Linked DNA regions of Rattus norvegicus: region 2 is linked to region 1. A link is a contact called in public Hi-C data. All regions are on one chromosome and are shown on one strand. The core of a region is the stretch at or near the end of the contact, and the rest is flanking DNA. Distances in the headings are between cores, read along the strand shown.

Evidence for each region. Hi-C and Micro-C count contacts between places; a contact is called where the count stands out from the background.
Region 2: a Hi-C map of Schwann cells shows a contact between it and region 1, with 3 times the contacts expected there. The contact joins two enhancer-like sites.

The regions. Positions count from the first base shown.
Region 1 is chr14:27,263,062-27,270,498 of GRCr8, forward strand. The region is part of intron 3 of Adgrl3 (adhesion G protein-coupled receptor L3); the gene reads right to left. Among named protein-coding and RNA genes, the nearest start is that of Adgrl3, 190 kb to the right of the region's middle. Within about 2 kb of position 3,575, at least 5 of the 93 cell types and tissues checked have an H3K27ac peak or open chromatin away from gene starts, as enhancers often do. A contact at or near this core is called in Schwann cells, where this site is marked.
Region 2 is chr14:27,893,962-27,901,398 of GRCr8, forward strand. No RefSeq gene overlaps it. Among named protein-coding and RNA genes, the nearest start is that of Adgrl3, 440 kb to the left of the region's middle. Within about 2 kb of position 3,445, at least 4 of the 93 cell types and tissues checked have an H3K27ac peak or open chromatin away from gene starts, as enhancers often do. A contact at or near this core is called in Schwann cells, where this site is marked.

The DNA of each region.
Region 1 (7,437 bases), core at 2,325-4,824:
ATCAAATACACACACACACACACACACACACGCACGCACGCGCGCACACACACACACACTCGCATAAATATGCACATTTCTGAATGTAGGCCCTTGGGCACGAACGCATACAGATCTATGAAGCAAAAATGACAGAAACACCAAATGTTATCTGCCGTGGCCACTCTCTCAGCGTCAGCCTATGTTAACCAAATGAGAAGTCCTTTGCACTCTGTCCTTTGGATTTTAATGGAAACTTTACTGTACTGAAATCGTTGATTAAGTAACTGGGAATTGGTGATCAAGTCAATTTCCAAATCTCCATCTTTGGAGACTGAGAAGTCAGACCAAGCACCTCTCAGTCACACATTTGGTTGTCCTGGCAGCCAGAGCCTACACTGAGTGTTTCCAGAAGCCCGAAGTCATCCTCAGGTCTTTGAGGCACACAACCAAAGGTAAACTGCACACTTTCACTTAAAGATCACTAGCATTTTGAAAACTCATGTTGGAAAATTGGGGGAGAATAAACGTATACTGTATATCTTGACAAAGGACGGAGCTGCATAGGATGGGCGTTTCTATATGAAAAGGACAAAGCGGCTTTCTAAAAATGTCCGCACACTAAAGGAATAAAGGCCATATGAGGACGGAGGCGGCAGCTGCATTCACATCAAGTTTCTCACCAAGAATTAAGTCAGCTGTACGTTGGGATGCCTACCATCCAAGCAGAAAACAATTTTAGATTACTTAGCCACCAAGATGGTATTTTGGTATGGCCAAAGTAGTGTAGCATGATAGATGACTAAGTCTTCTAAGAAGTGGTTGAAGGAATAAACGAAAAGAAAATGTTAGACAGGGATCCCTCCCCTCTGAGTTCATGTTTGAATAAAAGAAGAATTGGGATAAGTATCTTGCCAACCTTTATTCATTCTGCTTCAGTGAAGAGAGGCGATGTCTTTAACTAATGGGTTTAAGGAAAGACAATGTCAGAAGCAGCTCAGGCATTTTCTCTTATCTTGTCACTCGATCCCTGCACAGACTAGTACATGAACTCAGTGTATTTTCCCATATTTTCACAGTAGAATCATGCTACCTTGAGATACCTAGAGATGTCACTATCCTGGACTGGTTGGAACTGCTTACGTCCTGAATGGGACATGACTGAACTCTTAAGACTGAAGAAGGAGCTGGAGAGAGATAGCATTACAAATTTTTGGATGGGCCTATGTGGAGGAAGTAGCTTGCCAGGGGCCTGAATAGAAGGCTATACCTGAACCTGGATTCCTTTCTGTTACTTTTCTTCCTGTGTCTAATGAGACAAGTAGCCTTCGCCACACACAGGGGCAGCATCGAGTTCTGCCTCAGCAAACAGAACCAATGAATGTGAGCAGAAGCCATGAATGGTTTCCTTCCTCTCAGTTGTTCATGTCAGAAACTTAAAGTCTGAGTAAAGAAGTCCATTGTATCTATCTGAGTAAACCACAGAGCACAAATACTTCCTTGTTTATCTATTGTCTTGATTTGAAGTCAACTGTGGGGGGGGGAGGGTAGTGAGTATTGAGTCCATGTAGAGGCATCCCAGTTGCTTTTAAAGAGAATGGATCACAAAAGGAGGATATACTCATGGAAGGCATGTGGGATAATTTTGGAAGAAAAGCAAAATATATACAGAACAAATCTTGACAGGCAAGTAATTTTAAAAGTTATGTGTAAAACAAAACCAAAGCCTCCAAAAATGTAAACAGTAACCAAAAAAGAAAATCAGTATAACCAAAATTAAATTATGATTCTTCCTGGATCTTGTGATGTAAGGATGTGCTTGCACATTTGGTGAATATCAGAATGAGTCAGAGAATTTGCCTACACACATGTATGTGTGTGTGTGTGTTTGTATGTATGTGTGTGTATGTATGTATGTATATATATACATATATATATATATACATATATATATATGTTGTTGTGTAAAGATTATATGCCCTCAAAATTGAGCTTTCATTGGAGCAGGCCTATGCCCTCCTTATTCTCCCTGACTGTGGGGCTGAGCTTGTGCTGTGGAAGTGAAACAGTTAGGGGAGTCCTTGCTTCCTGCAAAGCAGAAAGGGGCTCCTATCAGGCTCCTTAATAAACAGCTTTCTGACCCTTTCAACAGATTAATGGTCTGTAAAGCACCTTTAAAGTATAAGACAAAAGCACTCATCCACGCCTAAATATTCATAGAAGAATACTGAATTTGCATTGCCTAATATGAACATATTTCATGTAATGTTGGAGTTTAGCATAAGAATTATTAGACTGGTTAGCATTTGCAAGAATTTCATGACTAAAGTGGAGAGAAGCCTGTCCTTTTCCTTATCTTCAGCAAAATGTCACTAGACCATATGTTCCCTGAAAGATAAACTGAGATGACGGCAATCTCAGGAAGAATTAAACCACAATAGTGGCTTAATAAAGTGTTCCTCCAGTGCATGGAAACGTCCACTTAGGGAGACTATTTTCCAGAATACAGACCTTGCTCTAACATCGCTAGTGCACCATTATTTTCATTTGTAGCTTAAGTCAGACAAGATAGAACACAATACTGTAGTGACGGTCTCCATTCTTGACAAAACGTAGGCTTCAAAAATGATTTCATTCTGCAAACATATTTGGTGATCTGTGACTAGTGACTCCATTGATCTAATTTAACATGTTGTCCAACGTTTAACACTTAATATGTTTTGAATGACTTACTTTCTGTTTTGAATCAGAACTTTTTTTTTCATGTTGAGGACTACAGACATTTAATGAAATAGAACTACAAAGAGCTATCAGAACACCACGATTCCATTGAACGATCACAGGCGAAGTACCCCGTATTGTAATAATTCTCCACCACATTTCAAAGGAAAACTTCTCTGTAGGTAAAACAAAAACCTTTCCTCCTTCCACTGGACCAGTCAGAAGGTCCCAAACATCAGCATCATTGGTTACTTTAGAGCAAGAATGAGTATATAAATAGGATAAATGTTAAGAAATCAGAAGAGGCTGGAAAAATAATCATTAAAATCCAATGAAAACAGAGCATGCCCATGAGAATTCTAACAGACTGTTCAGTGTGTGGCACGAACACGTGACCTGCCATTAAGCAAATATAATTAAGGGAAAGGGAACTGTACTTTTTCTTTTGCTTTCCTCCCTCTCCTGCCCCCTTTGGTAACTTTAGCTCCACATATGGAGCGTTTGGTTTCACTTCTGGTTTACTTTCTCTTAATCAAAGACCCTCACTGTAATGCCTTCACACAGGGCTCAGTGTTGTGGTTGCCATGGAAACCATAATTCTGAATGTCCTAACTTGTGTGATTAAAATTTAACACAAAGTAACATTGATGGTCTCCCACATTTCCAGGACCACCAATATCCAATTCTAATTAGTAGCACAGTAGCTGGTTTGGAAGGAATAAAGAGCCGTGGCTACCCCAGCCCTCACATCGCACCCCTCCCAGGGAGCACAAGGACAATATATAGTGCCGAGCCTCTTACAAAGGCCTGGTTCAAACAGAGGAGTTACTTCTAGATGACTTTCATATCCCCTGGAGAAAATAAAGCACATAAGCTGTCTTCTTTGTATATACCATAGCAGTTGCTAATTTTCTTTTTAATTTGGTGTCCATTCCGCACCCCTGTTCACTGATGGCGAAATTCTGCAATGGTCGGACATGCTCATGTGATAAACGAGCATGTGTGTTTTATTTCCTCAAATATTACAATGATTATATTCATCTTTATAATTACTACAGTTTCCTTTTCACACTGAATTAGCCCTTTACGTTTTCACTAATAAGTTATGACTATGTTCGACATGTTCATCCGAAGTTTGTGAATTTACCAGTGTCTTCCCCTCCCTCCCTCCCTCCCTCCCTCCCTCCCTCCCTCCCTCCCTCCCTCTCTTCCTCCTTCCCTCCCTTCCTTCCTTCCTTCCTTCCTTCCTTCCTTCCTTCCTTCCTTCCTTCCTTTACAAGTTCTCATGGAGGAGTTGAATAACTCTTGACACTCCCTTCAGGAAACATTCTCTCTAAGTGGTCGCTTTAATTTCCCAACAATTATATTATCTCAAGAACATCGGCACGATCGTGTGCTTTGGTACTTATTACCTTCATCCATTACTAAGGACAAATGCATTGACCAATGCAAACCATTACATTAGGCAATTGTACCTTGGCAATCCATTACCATTCATTTGGTTTATCATGAGACCATGTGAATGGCTTTGTTTCTCTTTTCTGAAATCCAGAAGAAAGTTTCACTTCCTAGAACAAGAGTCTTAAACATTTAACATTTACAGTGAGAAGGGAGGCAATAACTCCACCAATCAACTTTTAAGGTAATTGTAGCCTAATTTTAAAAGACATCACGATAAAATTTATTTCATATCCATTTTCATGTTTGTTTATCATTTTGAATAATTTAGTATTGATGGTTGATGTTATGTTCACTATTCGTCAAAACCTTTCCCACTTCATCTACAAACCTAAATAAACATACATATGTACCAGATATATAGCCTCTGTGAGCTAGATAACAAAATTAAGGAAATTCACCCAAAAAATAATTACATTACAAAATATTTCTACATGTTAGAAATCGTTTTTTTTTTTAATTTTTGCCCAAGTACTCTGTATTAGCAATAATATAGAATTTCATGGTCAGGTTAAGCCCATCAACAATGACATTTATTGATAAACTGTTAATTTCTTATGTGAAAAATTGTTAAAACCCTGTCTAACTCTGAAAGTTACACAAGTTCATTTAAATGTCACAGATATTTCAGAAAAGATATGAATATTATCTTGTTAATATTTTTTACTCTACGTACAATTTTTTTTGTTTAGATGCATAACAATTCTAATGGACCCACAGACAATGCCTACTTCCTAGCACTCTCTATGTACGAGCACAGGATTGTGCTGTGCTACCAATGCTCCATACAAGACTTTTATTTCTAATTAGAATATGTGAATACATTCAAGTGACCCCAGAGAAAGTTATTGTTAGTTTGCAGTCAGCAGGATGAGAGGAAGAAGGACAAGACACTTGGGAATGTAAATGGCAGAGAAAGTTCCAAGAGTGAGCTAGGCACAGAAATTAGAAATAGTAAAAGCATATGCAAAAAAAAGAAGTAAAAGATAATAATAATAATAATAATAATAATAATAATAATATCCTTCCTACATTCCTGACATCTACTCTGATATATCTCCTTAAATAAGAGCTAATTTTAACAGATCTTTTTTGAATGTGTCATTTATTATCTAACAGATGCACTAAGGTTTGAAATATATTTTTAAATGGTGTTTGATACCATCTGTTCTATAAATAGAGTTAAAAGAATAAAAGAACACAGGAAGCCCAAAGGAGTGGGGGTGACCAGCTAAGGAAAACCTGGGGAGGCCAAGAAAAGAGGACACGAAGGCCTTGTTTTACCAGGATTGACAAGGCTGGTTCTATAAAAGGCTCATCATGAATTAATCTTGCTAAGAAGTCTGGCTGAAGACTTTAAGGATGCATCCCTTTACTGTTTTATGTGTTATCAGACATCAAAGGAAATGAAGTAGCTTATGCCAGTGACACAAGACTCCTGTAGCCTCAGGTTGGATGATGCCATCCTTTCTACTGGAACTGCTTTTAATTGTTTTAAACAATCATCGGAGTTGGGCATATACAATAGACAATAACGATAGCTACAAGCAGATAATCATTGTTAAGAAAGGAAAGTTGCATTTCTTTCTTTTTTTGTTCAGGTAAATGATGCAAAGGGTAGTGGTTAAAAACTGTTCAAGAGATAAAATCTCTGAGAACTTGGATCAAGTAAGTCTACTGGCCAATATTATATCCAGTGTAAATCAAATGGACAACAGCTCTGTGATTGACAAAATTTGCCACCAAGCATTGAGACCTGAGTTCCATTTCTGGAACATACATGGCAGAAAGAGAAAACCTACTCCTGCAGGTTGTCCTGTGGCCTGCCTTGTATACAGCAGCATATACGAACTCATGTGCATTGAACAGAAAATAAATACATGTTTCCTTTCCCGACTTATATGCCAAATGTTACTAGGTAACCTGATACTTCCAGGAGGGGAATAAAACCTGGTGTCTATAAAAAAAGAAAAATATCAAGAAGAAGAAGAAGAAGAAGTGGAGGAGGAGGAGGAGGAAGAAGGGAGAAGAAGAAGAAGGAGGAGGAGGAGGAGGAGGAGGAGAAGGAGAAGGAGAAGAAGAAGAAGAAGAAGAAGAAGAAGAAGAAGAAGAAGAAGAAGAAGAAGAAGAAGAAGAAGAAGAAGAAGAAGGAGGAGGAGGAGGAGGAGGAGGAGGAGGAGGAGGAGGAGGAGGAGGAGGAGGAGGAGGAGGAGGAGGAGGAGGAGGAGGAGGAGAAGAAGAAGAAGAAGAAGAAGAAGAAGAAGAAGGAGAAGGAGAAGGAGAAGGAGAAGGAGAAGGAGAAGGAGAAGGAGAAGGAGAAGGAGAAGGAGAAGGAGAAGAAGAAGAAGGAGGAGGAGGAGGAGGAGGAGGAGGAGGAGGAGGAGAAGAAGAAGAAGAAGAAGAAGAAGAAGAAAAAGAAGAAGAAGAAGAAGAAAAAGAAGAAGAAGAAGAAGAAGAAGAAGAAGAAGAAGAAGAAGAAGAAGAAGAAGAAGAAGAAGAATCTTCTGCTAGAATATGCACAGTTCTCTCTGACTATTGATAAATTTTGCACAAAAAAGATTTTTATAAATATCTCATTTGGGCTGATTTTAGGGCATTATCAATGAGATTAAAATAATTTCCCTTTTCTTTAATTGAAAGATTTTTATCACTATCTGCCGAACATGAATGTGCTAAAAAGGCAACCTTTACCATTTTAGTTCTTAAAAATGAACTCTCAGTGTTGTCAAAAGTTCACTTTCTGCTATGGCTAAAGTTAAATGAATTTTGTGGGTGGATGATCTGTGTGTATAGGAAATGTCAAGCATTTGAATGGAAAAGCGCAAGCTGCATGTAGCCTCCTCACGAACAAACCAATTCCTTCTTTCTATGTGAAAGTAGGTGATAGATACAATTTAGAAATTGTGAACCAGAATGTGGATTTAATACACAAAGTACATTTAAAAAAATGGTGCTGAGTAGATCCAAGGTTAGTACATCATTCCTTGTGTGTCTGTTAGTGTTAGGACACAGTAGGCTGTGCTCTCAGAAGACAGGATAAGAAGGCGATGTGAGTTAACCCACTCACAAAATCCACACTTGGAATGCACTCACTGATAAGTGGATATTATCCCAAGACCTTGAATAACCCAGGATACAATGCACAGACCACACGAAGCTCAAGAAGAAGGATGACCAAAGTGTGAATGATTCAGTCCTTCTTAAAAGGGAGGATAAAACTTTTCATAGGAGGGGATACAGACTGAAGGAATGGCCATTCAGCCTGCCCCAACTGGGGAT
Region 2 (7,437 bases), core at 2,195-4,694, 630 kb after region 1:
AGCTACTTAAGAATTACTACGTGATATTCATTTAAAATTTTTATCTATTCCACTAGAATATTCCCAAGTCTTTCAATATTTTGGCTGACTTCTGTAATTCCATTAGGTAGAATGATATTTCAGTCATCATTTGCGGAAAGAATGATTGAATAGTAAAATGTCATTAAATGATCAAATGAATGAAGCATCTTGTGAATCACTAGAAAGAATTCATGGCTTCTCCATCATATCCTTTTAAGCTCTTAATGCCTATTCATCAGAGCTTTTTGTAGAACTGAGAACTTAATTGTTTAGCCAGTGCCATATCACATCCTTCTCTCAGTTATAATAGAACTCATGTATCTATCATAGACCTTTTAATGTCCATCTCAAAGTATGCTCATAATCCTTTTGAACCTGCTTTTATAGGAATTCACTACCCAGTGAAAGAATCAACATCATGTAATACTTACAACATATGTATCAGACACTTCCTATTATCAAACATTCAGTTAGGAAATCTTCGGGAGATACAATGACAGTTCTCTTGAGAGAGAAGTTTTTTTTCCTGGCTATGAAAAAGCATTGTCCAAAAAAAATAACAGAAAATGAGGAACCTACAGACAAGTACATCAGAGGTGACCTGGATTGATCCTAAGACACAATTAACAATGCTAAGAATTTTGGCTTTCTGTCTAAGTGAATCCAGAAGTCAAAGGAAAGCTTTGAAGTGTGGATACAGAGAGATGGAGTTTTGAAGAGTACTGCCATGCTACCAAGGGTTGATTATAGAAGTACACAAGCAGAATCAGAATTCGGAGCAAAGTTCTGAGGCCTTCATGAGCACTCAGGCCACAGAAGTTAGTAACTACGAAGCACTATTCAAAGCAGGTAGGTCTGTGTGCCTTAATTCAGCCATCTTAAGGAGTGGCTGTATTCTGAAAAATAAAGTACATGTGTTAGAATTGGTATCTTCCCGAACTCCTGATATTTTAAAGGTATTGAATATCAGAATAGCAGAAAACAACTAACCATATTCATACCCTTTACTTTGATTCAACAACAATTACTGTTTGACTATGTACATAAATATCTCTCTGAGTATGGATATAAATGTAAGCACACAGTTAACATTTTCCTCAACTCATTCACAAGTAGTTTGCAAAAACAATATTATAACTTGCTATCCTCCCATGATTCATAATTCAGTTCTCAATGATATGAAAAAATACTCTATGTAAATATAATCGTGGAAATATTTTGATGTCAGAACTGACAGGATTTCCTGACTGAAGTTTGTAAATACTCATAAAAAAGAATCAAAAGTTGATTCTACAGATTTTGGCCAGCACACCTGGAAATACGGAGATGCAGTCTACATGGACAGGAAAATGTACAGGAGATGCTGGATTTGATCTTAGGACATTAACTTCCTGCCACTCCTGTCTAGACATGGTTGAGAAAGGCCATACTCTAAAGCCTTGGGGTATGAAGAAGCCCTTGAACTCACGGAAATCCTGTGAAGGGCTGTATGAAACTTCAAAACAACGTGGTTAAAATATTTTTGTGAGAAATCAGAAAAAGAATCTCAAACAGAGAACTGAGCACAGCATTGGCAGCCGGCAGCAGGATTCTTATTCTCGGGGCTGCAACTTATGATGCAGTATTAGCTCTAATAAGTTCAAAGAGGAGGAATTTCTAGAGCGAACCTGAGGTTAAGAAGAAAGAGCTGTACACTAATTTCTAATTCTGCTTTTTGTGCTAATATGGATCAGGTTTTACAGCTGCTTTCTGCTGCATGGTTTAAGTGGCTGCGAGAAATATCTATGCTAAATATTTCATGTCCAGTGAAACAGTAAAAGTGAAAACATGGGTTATGATTTTTCCCTCTGGGTTTATTTGGGCCTATCATAGTGCAAGGTCAACATCTTCTTCTGGTACTGTGCATGGTGGAGAAGACTGAAAAATCAATCAGGTGGATTCTATGGAGAACAAAGAATGAAGCAACCAACAGTGTCTGTTGCTCAAAATTTTCTCTAATTTCACCTTGTAGAGCAACTTTCAATTTTTTCCATCTTGTTTGAACCATTGCTCACCCACAATTTCATATAAATTAAATCATACTGCTTATATGTATTTGGGCTGGTCTTATTGGTCACATATTATATGGTTCACAGTACCCAGGAAGCTCAGATTCTACTGTAGTTTTAGGAACACCTTGGAATGATTTGCTTTTAAGGAATATGCTTCTCCAAAGCACCAAGGAAACGTCTCAAACATGTTTTAATATTGTTTCTTACCATTCTATTGAAAGCATCAGAGTGTAGCAGCAAAGGGACTGTGTTGAGAGAGGAGGACTGTCTGGATGTGAAACCTAGCACAGTTCAATGCTTATGTGAACTCAATAAGTTATCTATGTTTTAGAGAACTGTATTTCTCTGTATCTGGATATTTTCAAAACAATGCTTCATGAGAAGGTGTTTTGTTGTTCTTGAGGAGCACTAAGAGTTCAATTTCTAGTCTCCACTTGCTAAATCATACCATCTCCAATTCCAGTCTGAGGCGATTTTATACCTTCATTAAGTTTCTGTGGGAATGAGAAATGCATGTGGTGCACTGTTATATATTCAAACAAAATGCCTATACATACAAATAAAACAGTGGCACAAGAAGACTATATGTATAACACTAAAACTTAGGCAAAATACTTACGCATATAAATAGTTTAGAAATAAGCTGACATGTACTGGGGGAATAACTGAGTAGTTACAGTCGATAACACTTAAATATGAAGACATGAGTAGAATCTCCAGGACCCACCTTAAAAATGTGAGGTGCTATGGCATGTACTTTTAACTTCAGTATTGTAGTGGTAGAGATAGGAAGACAGGGTGATCTTTGAAACTTGCTGGCCAACAAGTCTAGCCTACTCACCGGATAACAAGCCAATGAGGGGCTTTCACTGAAAAATTAAGAGAGACAGTTCGGTTGACCTCTAACTACTACATGCACTTTACATAATAAGTACTACAGTACACAGAGAGAGAGGGGCAGGGAGAGAGAAAGGGGGAGGGGAAGAGAGAGGGGGAAGAGAAGAAAGGGGGGAGAGGGGAAGGGGAGAGGTAGGGGAGAGGGGAGACAGACAGAGAGAGGAGTTTGTTAGAGGTTTCTGTGCATGTTGAGAGAGAGAGAGAGAGAGAGAGAGAGAGAGAGAGAGAGAGAGAGAGAGAGAGAGAGAAATGGATTTCTGTGTTATAAATGCTTAGTAAGGAGTTCTCTCCTTTGTTCTTGATTTTGGAAGAGGTTACCTGCAATCACTTGCAGTGGCTTAGAATCACTTCATCTGTACTTCAAGGCTTTGATCTTTCTGATGTTGGCAAGAAACGCACAACTGTGGTGAGTAATGCGTCTGAATAATGGAAGCAGGAAAGAGCTCCTGTTAAGAGCCATGCTGCTGTTACAGAACAAGTGTTGCTCTGTCTAGTAAAACTTTCAAAAGGCATCTCATTGGGTGTATGTGATGTTCAACTCTTGGCTTGCCAATGTATTTTCCTAGTTCAAATTGAAAACAGGCAACACTAAATGAGACAAAACATCCTTTCCTCTTTGAATCTAAGGAGAATCCCAACTTTTAAACAACCAAGTACATAGAATTCTTGCCATGTGGACACTGCTTCTATTGTCTTTAATGTTCATATTTGGGGTTTATTTTAGTCTAGCAGAAGAAAACACCTCACATTCATTCATCATGCTCATGTTATGACAAATGGAAGCCATGAGGAGTTTGTTAGAGGTTTCTGTGCATGTTGTGAGAGGCCTTCCCATTTTATGTCTGCGGGTGTTTTATTCAGCTTCTGACACTTGTTAGTGACGTTGGTACCTGGTTTGGATCAGGTGAACCTTGGGAAGGGCTAGATCTTTTCACAAGGAATCATACCTTGATAGAATTCAACTGAATGAGTCTTTCCTTCTTCAATTTCAGGAATTTGGGTCTGGGATTTGTTGGTTCTTTTTGCCAGGTTACAGATTCTGATTTGAATTTAGGTTTGGGAAAATGTTCATACATCTGCTGAAAGGCAGGCATGGAGCCAAGACAACTGCTGGAAAGCAATTGACTTTTTGACAAAGACTGCTTGTCTCTGCTTCCACATAGAAAACTGTATGGACAAAAGCAGTGAGGGTAGTATGAGTGGTATGCGGCTTCTTATTTACCAGAAAGGGACTGTGTCATTTACTGGCATCTCCAAAACTCTAACTGTGTGCCTCTATGTTTGCATGCACGGAAGTAGTTAGAAAGCTGAGGAAATGAGCAACACTGGGCAAAAAAAAATCTACAAACCTCGAGGCATTGGCTGGATTACATGAAGGGGACTCTCTATGAAGCAGAACAAAAATGGATTCAGGAGAGAAATGAATCCAGAGCCACATAATTTTACAAACCAAAATAACTCAATGCAGATTCTACCACACTGCTATAATATTTCACAAAGCAGCACATATCAGAGAAACATGACAATGTTATCACAAGGAAACATTTCCATTACATTTTTGCAACCAAGTTGCCTGTTTTAATTGAATACATATACACATAAACATACAAATATACATCATATACATATACATCATACATACACACACATACATACAATAGTGACAGGGTACTTATGTAAGTTTCTTGTTACAAGGAACAGATTTACTTTAACTTTTAATGTTGGAAATGAAAGACTTAAGAGTGTTGAATGTAAAGAGGCTATATCCTAATTAAAGATACAAATTGGGATATAGTTCAAGCAATAATTCACCCAGAGGCTACTAAATTTGAGGGATGTCCATAGAGTTATAGGGGCACCCGATTAGTCTTCTGCCGTAAAGAATATAAAAAATTAATGCAAAACCAATACTAATCAAACAGACCTATGGGTACTATGTCCAAAAATATCACGATGAGTCTTCAGGTTAACTCATGGAGAATGAGACTTGTTTCCAAGGCTCACATTGTTTTGATTCTACTTTGATTTTTTTATCTCTCTGAGCTTCCATTTCCTAACTATCCAACAGAAGTAAAATTACTACATTTTTATGATGGAGCTAATATTGCCAAATCAATCAGTTTTTCAGTGATGTTTGACAGCACTCAATACATGCTATGCCCTTTACATGTATTTTGTAGTAATTACCTTTATATTCATCACAGGTCCTGGGAACATGATGCATTCATTTTCTTTTCCTTATATCTTACGCACCCATGAATTTATGGCATAGTTTACCTAAGACGTGGAATGTCAAAACATTTGCATCTTTATTTATCCATTCCAGGCCTCTGAAATGTATCAGAAAAGTGACATTTCTGTTTTCTATTTCTTTATTTAACTCACATGTAGAAATGAATAGAATTAATTCTTAAGTATTACATTTAACTTAAAAAAAAACACAACATGTCTACTGAAACATTTTGCAATTAGCATTAGTTTGGCCATTGGTAATCACCTCCTCAAAGTGATAGGAATAACAACAGCAGCAGCAGCAACTATTCCTTAACCAAGACTAGTCTAGAGGTAGGATATCCAATGTTAGTGAGGAGGATCAAGCCTCTGTTAATGTTCTCCTTAAGGCATACATTCCCACCAACATCTGTGCCCCCATCACACACACATTTGAGAAGCCTGGCAAACATCTGCTTTTGTTCTTGCGTCTTTTCAAGTGGGAAGGAGAGTGTGGTGAAAAAAGGAGAATCAGGAGAAATGTCTCTGAATCTGGTAAAGAATTTCTCCTTCATTCCCCCAAGCGCCATTATTTACATATGTTGTCTACAAATTAGGTACATAGCTATCGTCAGTCCCACAGTGCCTGAGCATCCATGTTTCAAACTAAGGATATGAGTCTAATAGTAAATAGGCAGAAGAAAATGGTTCTTAGAGGAGCACATATTTGTCCCTCAGGGATTGAATAGTGTGGAAGCAGATAGACTCCACAGTTGACTGCCACCTACTGGATAGTTTGGAACTTTCTTTTTTTACTGTTCTCTTTAAACTTTGCTCATGTTTTAAAGCCTTAACTAATGCTTACAGAATTAGTGCGTTAGTTCTGGTGAGGACTCAGAAGAGTCCTGTGATCATAGAACACATTTATTTCAGCGTACTGAAAACCATGGGAGAAGACAGAGTAAGGGAGTACGATCTTTCAATGACTGTGTTAACACGATGATGCTCACCGATAATGGAAAGATACAAAGAAGGGACAGAGCAGGAAAAAAAATGTGAGAAAGGGCGAGAAGGCTCTAAGTGGGAAAGGGGTGATGCCAACGAGGAGTGAGAAGAGACTGTTTTTCAAAAAAGGTTTGATTGTGAATAAATAAAACATTGAGGACAGAGAAATATGACTTGAAAATGTGTATTCTGAACATTCTTTCTTTATACTGATATGCTATGACTAATACTATGTTCTCCTCCTTTATGCCATGTACCTACAATGTGCATACAAGGGCTTCATCAAAATTTTTAAAACATTCCAGGGCTTCTGCTTCAGTTTTATAAAGAATTCATAAGCCATCAAAATATATATTTATGTTAATTATAGGCAAAATATTTTGAAGTGGAAAGAGTAAGACTTCATAAAATCGCAAAGTCAGTGTCAGTTATGCGTTTTTTAATTCTCGTAGCCAGTCATCCTAAAAGTATTTCTTATATGCATGTGCACATTAATGTGTGTGTGTGTGTGTGTGTGTGTGTGTGTGTGTGTGTGTGTGTGTACACGGTAAGAAGTCAATATCGCATATTGCCGTCTATGGTGCTCCAGGTTAATTTTTGGAGAAAGGGTCTCTCTTCGAATCTGGAATCGCTGAATTAGCCAGACTAGATAGAGACCACTGGGCTATTTCTGTCTCATCCATCTCTACCCTGACATTAAAGATACAAGGGGTTGCCACCTCACCTACATTTTCTTGAAGGTGCTTGGGATTTAAATATAGATTCTTGTTCTCAGGCAGCAAGCACCTTGTGAACCAAGGCATATCCTTGTACTCTGTCTAAAATAATTTATAAAAAAGTATCTGAACAGCATTTTCTTGGTGTCTAGGATTTTTAATGTTCTTATTATGTCATCTAATTAAGCTGTTGTTAAGATAGGAACTTAAATTTAGAGCTAACCCTGTTTTCTTCAATAATTTATGATGCTCGTGTCTCTCTATGTAATGACATTTGATGTTATTTGAAATTTGAACTTTTGAATATGGACCTGTTATCTCTGTAGGTTTATATTTTTCTTCTGTCTCTTGTTTTAAAGTTCATTTTATTCATCTACTGCATCAGTTGTTGAAGTTGGGAAGTTTCATCTTTAATTTTTTTCTCTTTTGGTATCTTTTTACATGATTCTGAGATATTTTCTCCCTATGTTAATTCTATCACCTTCTAATACTTTTGGGGCAATATGTGTCTTCAATCTAACTCACTAATTTGTTCA